2 separate regions of the Mus musculus genome follow, and region 1 is linked to region 2. Evidence: chromatin contacts called from public promoter capture Hi-C data. All regions are on one chromosome and are shown on one strand. The core of a region is the stretch at or near the end of the contact, and the rest is flanking DNA. Distances in the headings are between cores, read along the strand shown.

Region 1 (4,726 bases), core at 1,134-3,633, 170 kb before region 2:
TATTTTAGGTGGATTTTTTTTGACCTATTGTCTACATTACCAGGCTCAGAGTTTTCTTTATTTGAGATAATGAGAGTTAATTGTGTTTTACAGTTGATTCGATGCCAAGATAAGGCTATCCTCCTGACTGCCTAATCTATAATGATTACCTTGTAGTAAAAATCTGCTTGCTTTCTGTCTTGCCCAGCAGCCCTGTTGGGGGTGGAGACATGAGAATTGCTGAGGACTTCTGGCTGCTAGCCTGGCTCGGGCTTCAGTGAGACTCCCTATTTCAACAGAATAAGGGACAGAGTAATAAGGAAGGACACTCAAAGCCCTTCTGTGGCTTCCACACATGGAAAGCACATATACCTTCATATACATATGCACATATAAAACACACACACACACAATTTGCTTAACTATAGCTAGATGGTGTGTATGCATTTAGACACCTGTGTATATTCTTATATGTGTATGTGCATGTTTATGTGTACACATGTATGTGTATGTACATGTGTATGTGTGTGCATGTGTATATTTGTATATATGCACGTGTATGTAGGTGTGTGCATGCTCATGTGTGCATGCTTTGTCCAGTCCCTGATGCACAGTGATCTGGGTGAAAATACAATTCTTTGGCAGAATGGCTCACAGAAACAGTGGCTCATCTTGATCCTTTTCGATCAATGGGTAATCCAGTGCTGTACAGATCATGATATACGTGACCAACTTGCTCTCACGCTTTGTGGCCCCCTCTCTCCTGCACAGCTAGTTTGCTTTCCATAAAAATAAAACAACAAAATACAAAATGATCTTCAGTTTCTGAGCTGTATTTTTTTTTCCTTCCAAGGAGAGCCTAGGTTTTCTTAGAGATGGGTTTCTATGTCAGAGAAAGTCTCAAGTTTCTGGGACCTACAGGCTGGGGAGGCTGGAGAGAAAAGGAGGCCATTTGTTTTCAGATCCTCTGTAGCATGCAGGGTACACTGAAATAACAGTGCAGACCCAATGATTTCCTTTTGGTTTACAGATTTCCCTGAGAACAGCAGATTTGCATCTCGAGATGGAATATATAGTAGAAAAACCTTACATGGGGTTAACATCTTTTAGAAGCCTTGCTAAATAATGAACTCCAGATCAGTTTAGCTTGGCATACAGACTAAAGCAAGAGGCTTGTAGATAAATTCATAGCCTGCCCGCTCTGCGAGAGTCCAAAGCTAAGAGGATCCTAGAAGAGCCACTGAGTGTCTGGCAGTGTCTCTTCTTCTTTTCAATGAGCTGTTTACTAAATTCTAGAGTTTCTAATGAAACCCAGGCTTACTCTGCGATCCACGTAAACAAGCTCTTGGCTTTTGTGCTATCGGGTTTTATGCGAGCAGAGCCACGGGGGCTTCCTTTAAGCAGTTGCTGCCTGGAAGGTTCCTGTTTGTTTACGTATGCACATATGTGCTCTGCAAGAATGATCGTCAAGGGGCCCGGTAGGGGAAAGCCAAAAACAAGCCTCCCCTCATTTGAATCCTAAAGGCATATAATATGGAAACGACTTTCCGATTTAGAGGCTTCTAAATTTGGTGTGGTTGCCAAGTTGCAAAATTGCTTAGGATAGAAGCTTCAACACACACAAGAGCCTCCCGGGACAGTCTCTTCAAAGGAGATGCGCATTTGACAGGAATTCTTGCAGCCATTGCCACTTTCAAGCTAAATTCAAGGCTAATGAAGCTCCCTCCCCTACTGTCCTTTATGCCTGCGTCCTACCCCACCCCCACTCCACAGACAAGCTGACTTTTGTCAGGAATGGGTAGAGACTGGAATGATATTGTCTGTTTCTCATACTCAGAAGGGCTTTATGCAGCTTAAGCTGGCAGCCCCAGTATTTTGATAAAAGTTACTAGTGTAAAATTTAACAACATGAAGGGAAAATAATGTTATCTCTCGTGTGAGTTGCAATTTTGGAAGCTCCCATTGTGTGAAGCTCCCAAGGAATCAGAAGTAGCTGACAATGTATTTATATAGATACAGGGTCATTCCAACTGCCAGAAAAATAAACAAATGGTAAAGACAGAGATTTGTTTGGTTTATAAATTGTACCCCCCCCCCTTGTTTAAAAAAAAAACCCTGAAGTTGGGGGGTTGAGGGCATCAAATAACTACATAGTAAACGCTTCGAGCTGATGGGAAATTCTGGGCAGCTCTGATTCATTTTTATCGGATAAAGTACATTTGGTTTCTCTTTTGACAAACCATGTATTTGAGAGGGAAGAAAAAAAAAATCGAACATGCACTGTTATTGGCCACAGCTACACAAGAAGTCCTCCGGTTGCCAAAGGATACCACATGAAAGTGTCTGTTCAAGGGGAGGGGCCGGTCGGGGGGTGGGGCCAAGAAGGATGTTGCCTTAAGCCTCTTCTGCTCAGAGTTGCAATTTGTGAACCAACTGTGATGAAATCGAGCTCTGCACGAATCAGATGCGCCTGTCAACTTCCCAGGTGGGATTGCTTGGAGTTAACAGCCTGAACGCAGAGCCCCGAAAGCAGAGCATTCAGGGCAAGCAGAGAACACCCTGCAGAGGTTTTCCAAGAATCCCTCGGCATGGCAAGACAAGGCTGTTTCGGGTCATACCAGGTAGGAGGATGGTACGGTGACTAGCGAGGTGCCGAATCTCTCCGATCACTACCATTTGAATTCGATTTTTTTTCTTTTTTCTTTTTCCTTGTTCAAATTCAGACATCATCTGAGAATGCCTTTCCGAATTGGCAGGATTCGGGTTGTTAGGGTCATCTGAACTGCTTCCATGCACTTTGAATGCATCTAATCTAGTTGTGTTTGACAACTTGATCTCCTTATCCCCTTAGGTAATATCCTTGTTCACTTTTGCCATCGGCGTCAATCTCTGCTTAGGATTCACAGCAAGTCGAATTAAGAGGGCCGAATGGGATGAAGGACCTCCCACAGGTAAGAGTATCCGTTATTAGCAGTTTTGTTTCTTTAACAGTACTGTGCAGGGCGATACATTTAGCCCAAGGTGAGAATAGGTTATCGCTTTAATGTTGGAGAAGGATGGGGCTGACAGGTTCCACGTGGTGGTACAGAGGGTTGAGACGGCTGTGTTGTGTAAAGTACATTATTTGCTATCAGAAAGTTCTATCCTAGGAATGAGAAAAAAGGAAGTTAAAAAAGGCAATAAACTTTTTTTTTTAAAAGTGAAACTAGAAATTTATTTATAACTTTGGGACTAAGATTTACTGAGACTAGGGGAACCCTCAAGGTGAGTTTAGAGAGGAGATCTGTGATCGCTGTGTTTCCTTCTGGAAGAAGGCAAGGTGAGTTTTCGGAGCTGACTTAACTAACACAGCTGGAGTGAATGGGGCTCCTTTGCAGTGGGCTGTACCCAGCGGAGTGGGGCTTCATAAAGGAACGTTTGTGCAGGCTGAGGGGGCCTAGCTGACCTGGTCTTAAGCAATGGCTTGGTTAATTTCCTGGAAATTGGAGCTGCTGATGGTTTCAGAATTAAAAATTGCATTCGAAATGACAGGTACTCTAGGGGGCAATATTTTCTTCCCTTTCTCTGACATCACAGTATGTCTTCTGTCTCCCCGGGAATTTGGTGTTTCTCTGTGTTTCTTGATTGGCACTCTATGAAACACCACCTGCCTTTATACCACCATAAATGTGTATTATTAAATGAGGCATAGTGGAATACTGAATCTTCCACATGGCAAGTTATCTGACTTAGGCTTGAGAAGAAGGTTGAAGGTACAGTAGGTGATGAGGGTGAAGGAGCTGCAGTGTGTTTTGGAGAAAGAATGTGAAAACAGATCTTAAAAAACTGTGGCCCCGGGGAGCCTGAGGGACAAAACTGCATTGTGTTTCTTTGGGGAGAGAGGAGAGGGATTGCTGGGCCAGAAGAGAAGGCTGTTTTTATTGGAGGCAAACACTGTCTTCAAAGCCTTCTTTTTGACCCTCGCTAAGGCTGATTGTGACAGGGGACTAGGTCCTTGGCCTGAGCATGCAGCTCTGACAGCCCATGGCCGGGTCTTTCCACTGTGCGGAAAAGGAACCAATTTTCTGCTTTCTTTAAATGATAGTGGCAGGAATCGATGCTGTTTCTTTGATGACTGCATTATTTTCAAACTTGGCCATTATTTTTTTTTTTGGACTATGGATCATCAAAGTACCAGCCTGGGACCCTGAGTCCATATTAATAAGTGCTCCTTTCACAGGCAAGTCACTTGTAATGCCTCAGCCCTCAGCAATGAGCATCAGTTTAGAAGACTTTATCTTCTAGATTGTTAAAAATAAAATAATAAAAAAACATTTCCTCCATCCTGTTTCATCTCCTATTAAATGTGTGTGATCTCTACCAGAAAATGTGAAAAGTATGGATTAAATGTATTAGTCCCTGAAAACACTGCTCATATAATAAACTACTTCCATATGTTGTAGGGAATAGATACAAGACAAGTAATGTCAATATTACTTCTGGAAACTAGTCTAGTCTACAGTACTGCTGATCAATTAGATAGCGTTAGACCTACTACAGAGTACTGCTTCTTGACTTGTTAATGGAATCAGTATCTGGAGCCTTAGGGTGTATAGTGATAGTTCACTTCATCTCCGTGAAGCTTAGTTTTAGGGCACCACACAGTTTATATCCGAGTTTCAGGATTTTGGTAGACTTATGTGGCTTTTCTTCTTAAGCTTTCTTGTGATGCAGCTTACCTGCTGTCTACACACTGGGGTTCATTTCT
Region 2 (4,957 bases), core at 630-3,129:
GAACACACAGTTGTCTCCCTCTGGAACTAGAATATTCAGGCAGGAAGGCAAAGGGAAGAGGAGAGAAAGAGAGAAACGTGTAATTCAACTGGAAGCTGTGTAAAATGGTAGGACATGGTCAGAAGTTCTTCATTTTCTAGTGCAGATGACTGGCTTAGTATATGTCTTAAAGAGAGATAAGTCCTTGCGGTTGCTTCCAGAAGGAGGAGAAGGCACCAATCCCACCTGGTCCTCCTTTCTTCACCTAGTTCTCATGAGTGAGCAAAGAGGACTGTAAATACTGCAGACTCTGCACATGGCAATACACATATTCTGGTTAATTGATGGCTTCTGACACATCTCTACTTCCTTTCAAAAGTACCTACCCCGAAATGATTTCATTTCTAAGACAGAAACACAGAACAAAGACCAGAATAGATGCTGAAGTCATGCTCCAGAGACCCTATTCTCTAAAGAAGAGATGGTCTCCAAAGAGTCATCTTCTGTAGTAGTTTAGGATTTACAACCAAATAGGTTCACTGGTCAGATTGGGAAAGGCATTAAGTTTTCTTGATATTGAAGCACAGTATGTCACCACTAGCTGAAAGGGAGGGAGGGAGAGAGAGAGAGAGAGAGAGAGAGAGAGAGAGAGAGAGAGAGAGAGAGACAGAGAGAGAGAGACAGAGAGAGAGAGACAGAGAGAGAGAGAGAGAGACAGAGAGAGACAGAGAGAGAGACAGAGAGAGACAGAGAGAGACAGAGAGAGAGAGAGAGACAGAGAGAGAGACAGAGAGAGAGAGAGACAGAGAGAGAGACAGAGAGAGAGAGAGAGACAGAGAGCGCTTCAGACTCTTACCAAGGGTGGTAGGTATGACCCTAATTACAGTACCTGATGGGAAATTGATCTCCCATTGATTACTTCCCATAAGTCTCGGTTGGTGAGTTGCCTGCATTTTATTTTACTGTAGCTCAGATTGGAGTGTCATAGTCCTCCCAGGAGAAGGAGTTGCTTTGGCTCCAATTAGGACAATTACAGGTGTGAAAGCAAACTCTCTGGGCTGCTGCGGGTGGGGGGTGGAGGCAGAGGGGGACTATAGACCTGGGGGTAAGCTCATACTTCCATCACCCCAAGTGTTCCCCTGGAGCTGGCCAAACTCTGGCCCTTAACTCTGTTTTCATCCCTTCTCTAGGCGGCAAGTGACCTACCTGCACGGTGCATGTTTCCTCTCAGCCTGATACCCGGTACATTGAAAGCTCTCCACACATGTCAATTACTGTACTGCACTATTGCTACAAATGTTTTTGCTTAGTTCTCTGGGAAAGTAAAAAAAGAGGGCCAAGTTTCACCTAGCTGCCAGAGGAGAGGTCAGGCCAAGAAGGGGACAGCAGGGTGGGAATGGAGGTAGGATTACCCATGCAAATGCCAGTCTGGTTGTTGGGGTCTGCGCTGCGGTCACAGTAGAGACCACTGCTCTGGTCACAGGGTCTCATCTCAGAACAACTCTCCCCGCGCTGGCGGGCGCACACCGGACAGCAGGAGCAGCCGTCCAGCACCGAGCGCACCCCGGGGGCGCAGGTCGGTGATATACTGGGGCACTTGGGTGGGCACCGAGAAGGGCAGCGCAGAGATGCAGAGACCTAGGAAGATCGACGAGACAAGAAAACGAACTCAGGTTATCAGGGGCGAACCAAGGCAGGGTGAGCCCGGGACGGACCAGAGGCAGTCCAGGAGGTCCAAGTAATCGGGGGCATCTTAAGCGTGCGCCACTTACTTGACTTAAGAGATGGAAGAGCAGGAAGCCTAGGCAGAGGCATCGCTTTCGCAGGAAGAGGCTCATGTTCTGCCTGCTAGGGCTGTTACAGGCTGGAGATGGGACTGCCCCTTCACCCAGGTCTGGCTGAGCGGCGAGCGCCACCCGTGCAGGTTTTATAGTGCGCTCCAGGGACGCAAAACCGGTTGGCTGCACTGGGAGGAGGGGGTGGGGTGGGGGGAATCAGCTGGGTGGGGAAATAGAAGGAGCTCCGCGGTTGCCTTGGTGATGGGCCCCAAGGCAGCTCTCCTTAGGGCGTGGCGCCCGGCCTGAGTATGCCTCTGTGTGTGTGTGTGTGTGTGTGTGTGTGTGTGTGTGTGTGTGTGTGTGTGAGTGAGTGGACTGGCTTTTCCCTGAGCACAGGGAGGGACTGGGTGGAGCCCGGAGGCCAAGACCCCGAGCCAGCTACAGCTCGTGAGAAGGAAACACCCTCTTCCTCTGGGTGGTTGCTTCACCTTCCCCCTGACACCGCTACTTCCTAGCACCCTCCGCCCTCACAGTTCCAACCAGAGCTACAAATGTGGAGCTCTTGATCGGGATGCTTAAAGTTTGGAGCCATATGAGCTGGGCAGGGATTGGCCAGAGGCCCAGAAGTTTAGTCATAAGGGAAGCACATGCAAGTTTGTCACCCTTTATTGGGGGACTCTTTGAAATATTTTGAGGGGGTGGGTAGGAGGAAAGGACACGACACGACACACACACACACACACACACACACACACACACACACGAGGGAAATGAAATAACAGAAAAGAGTCACTTCATCAGAGTTGGGGGCTGCTATTGGCCAAATGGCCAAATTCTTCTGATTGTAATCACGCCAAGATTTGCAAAGTCTTAAAACCCAAGTTCTACATGCTCAGTAGAAATAAACATGAAACAATGGAACACAAATAAAAACGGGAGCAGGGAGACGTTTTCTAGTAGAGGAAAAGTCTTGAAGCATCTGCCATATGACATCAGATGTAAAACTGCTTCTAACTGCCTCACTGGCTTGCACTCAGTGCCCCATGAATGGAGCAGGAGCCTGAGAGAGGATGCTTCCTGCTTGACTTGACTCTCCAGCTGGCATTCATTTGCAAAAGAAAAAGGTGATGTGCTGAGGTATGCTTCCCTTCTGTCAGAAGAAATAGAGAGCAAGTTTGACCCCTTCAAAAATGACCAGCAGGCAGTGGCGCACACCTTTAATCACAGCACTTGGGAGGCAGAGACACATGGATTTCTGAGTTCGAGGCTAGCCTGGTCTACAAAGTGAGTTCCAGGACAGCCAGGGCTATACAGAGAAACCCTGTCTTAAAAAAACAAAACAAAACAAAACAAAACAAAACAAAACCAAAAAAGTGACCAACAGATTTAAAACATGTTTTCGCCTTGACTTCAGTATTATGCCCCTTGGTGGGGAGGGACTATGCGCACGCAGCCCTCTTGAGGATAGCTACTTCAAATCACCAAACCAAACCAAATCAACCAACCAACCAACCAACCAACCAACCAACCAAACAAACAAAACACTTGGTGAGCAAGATTATACAGGCTTGTATAGCTCTAGACTTTACAAAGAAACAAATTGCCCTTGCATTACTGACCTTCAGCAGGAGGGAAACCAATGGCAGAGTGCATAGGGAGCCCGGGCTGTCCCTCTAATACTCCAAGATGGCACAGTCACTTCTACCTCCTTTATGGCTATTCTTTTAGAGCTCAGAACTGCTCAGATGCATTCCCACAATGGTGACAATTCTGCTTTTGTTTGGCACACTCTGGATGAGAAGCATGCAAAGTTTAGGCAGAGGTAGGGGAGCTAATTTGCACATCTGATTGGAGGCGTCCATCAGGTTAGTGGGGCTCATGTATCACCTGGCTCTGCCATGCTTCCATCCAGCTGCACATCCGAGACAATGAGAGCGCACGTCTCCCAAAATCGCTGATTCTTGACCCTCTCCAGGGTGGCTCTTGGGATGTTGAATTTTAGTGCCTGATTAAATGGAAGCTAACTTTGGGCAAAGGAATTGGGCACAGCACTGAGTTTGGGCTTCAGTCTGGGAAAGGGTGAGGAAGGGAAGAAAGGTGTAATTTAAGGACAAGGAAATGGCAGACACACTTCTATGTTATGGCTAATCTGGTGCTGTTATGTATTCAAATGCTGAATACTGGCTCCTGAGATTTGGTTACCCCAGTGAACAAATCCTCCTGTATACCAAGTGATGCTATGTAACCTTGTTCCCTAAGTTAATTGGTCAGTAAAAGGCTAAAGCTCTTGATTGGATAGTTGATAAAATAGGTGGGTTTTCAGTTACCTGGCTGGGGATCACAGGTAGAGAGACTGGGAGAGAAGAAAGGAAACCAAGAGAGGAGGAAGCCACCATGACAGGACATGGACCATGAGCATCTGGCTAGAAGAAAACTGCAAGTAACAAGAGTCATACGGGCAGGATATAAGTTTGAAAAGCTCCCAAATCTGCCCAATCTAGATTTATAGCTTGTAAATAAAATGCCTGGATTGTGTGTCTTTCATACAGGATAGACAGGATAGATAATTCATTTCACTGTTTTAAAGACTCCTGCTGGTGAATTCTAGAAACTAAACTTGACTAAGCTTTGCCTAAAGGAGGGTTTTAATAGGGCATTATGCACAAATTAAGGCTGATAATGCTCCTGCATATGTATCCAATAAGATACAGCAATTTTTTGCATATTACAATATAAAACATATTACTGGTACACCACACAATCCCACAAGATAAGCAATTATAGGAAGAGCCATGCATATCTTAAAAGAGATGCTTATTAAACAAAAAGGAAGAGTAGAAAATCCCAGGGGCAGCCTAAATAATGCTTTGTTAACTCTAAATTTTCTTAATATTGGTGAAAAAGGAACAATACCAGCAGAAAGACACTGGATTATTGGAAAAAAAAAAACCCCTGAGGTACTAAGCCAACCAATATACTCTAAGGGTGTGTTGACATTAGTATGGAGACCTGCAACAGTTTTAAGACGGGGTCGTGGTTATGCATATGTATTTACAGGGAATAAAAAAATGTGGTTACTCACAAAGCTTACAAAGATTAGATCTGATCAGAGAAAACCTTTTATCAGCTGAGACATGAATGTCACCACCAAGCAAATAGCCCTGACTCTCACAGACTGTCTCAGTTACTGATTTCTCCAA

The links. Promoter capture Hi-C pulls out the DNA fragments that hold promoters and counts their contacts.
Region 1: a contact with region 2 is called in a promoter capture Hi-C map of embryonic stem cells. The contact joins the promoter of Enpp2 here to the promoter of Ccn3 in region 2. A contact is called at or near these places in 1 of 39 promoter capture datasets (embryonic stem cells), 1 of 115 datasets of contacts at active chromatin or transcription factors (embryonic stem cells) and 1 of 9 other capture datasets (liver).

The regions. Positions count from the first base shown.
Region 1 is chr15:54,917,803-54,922,528 of GRCm38.p6, reverse strand. It overlaps Enpp2 (ectonucleotide pyrophosphatase/phosphodiesterase 2), which reads left to right and starts at 2,383. Exons shown (of 25, transcript NM_015744.4): 1 at 2,383-2,600; 2 at 2,831-2,930. The coding sequence starts at 2,568.
Region 2 is chr15:54,742,832-54,747,788 of GRCm38.p6, reverse strand. It overlaps Ccn3 (cellular communication network factor 3), which reads right to left and starts at 1,879. Exons shown (of 5, transcript NM_010930.5): 1 at 1,752-1,879; 2 at 1,392-1,617; 3 at 1-26. The coding sequence starts at 1,817.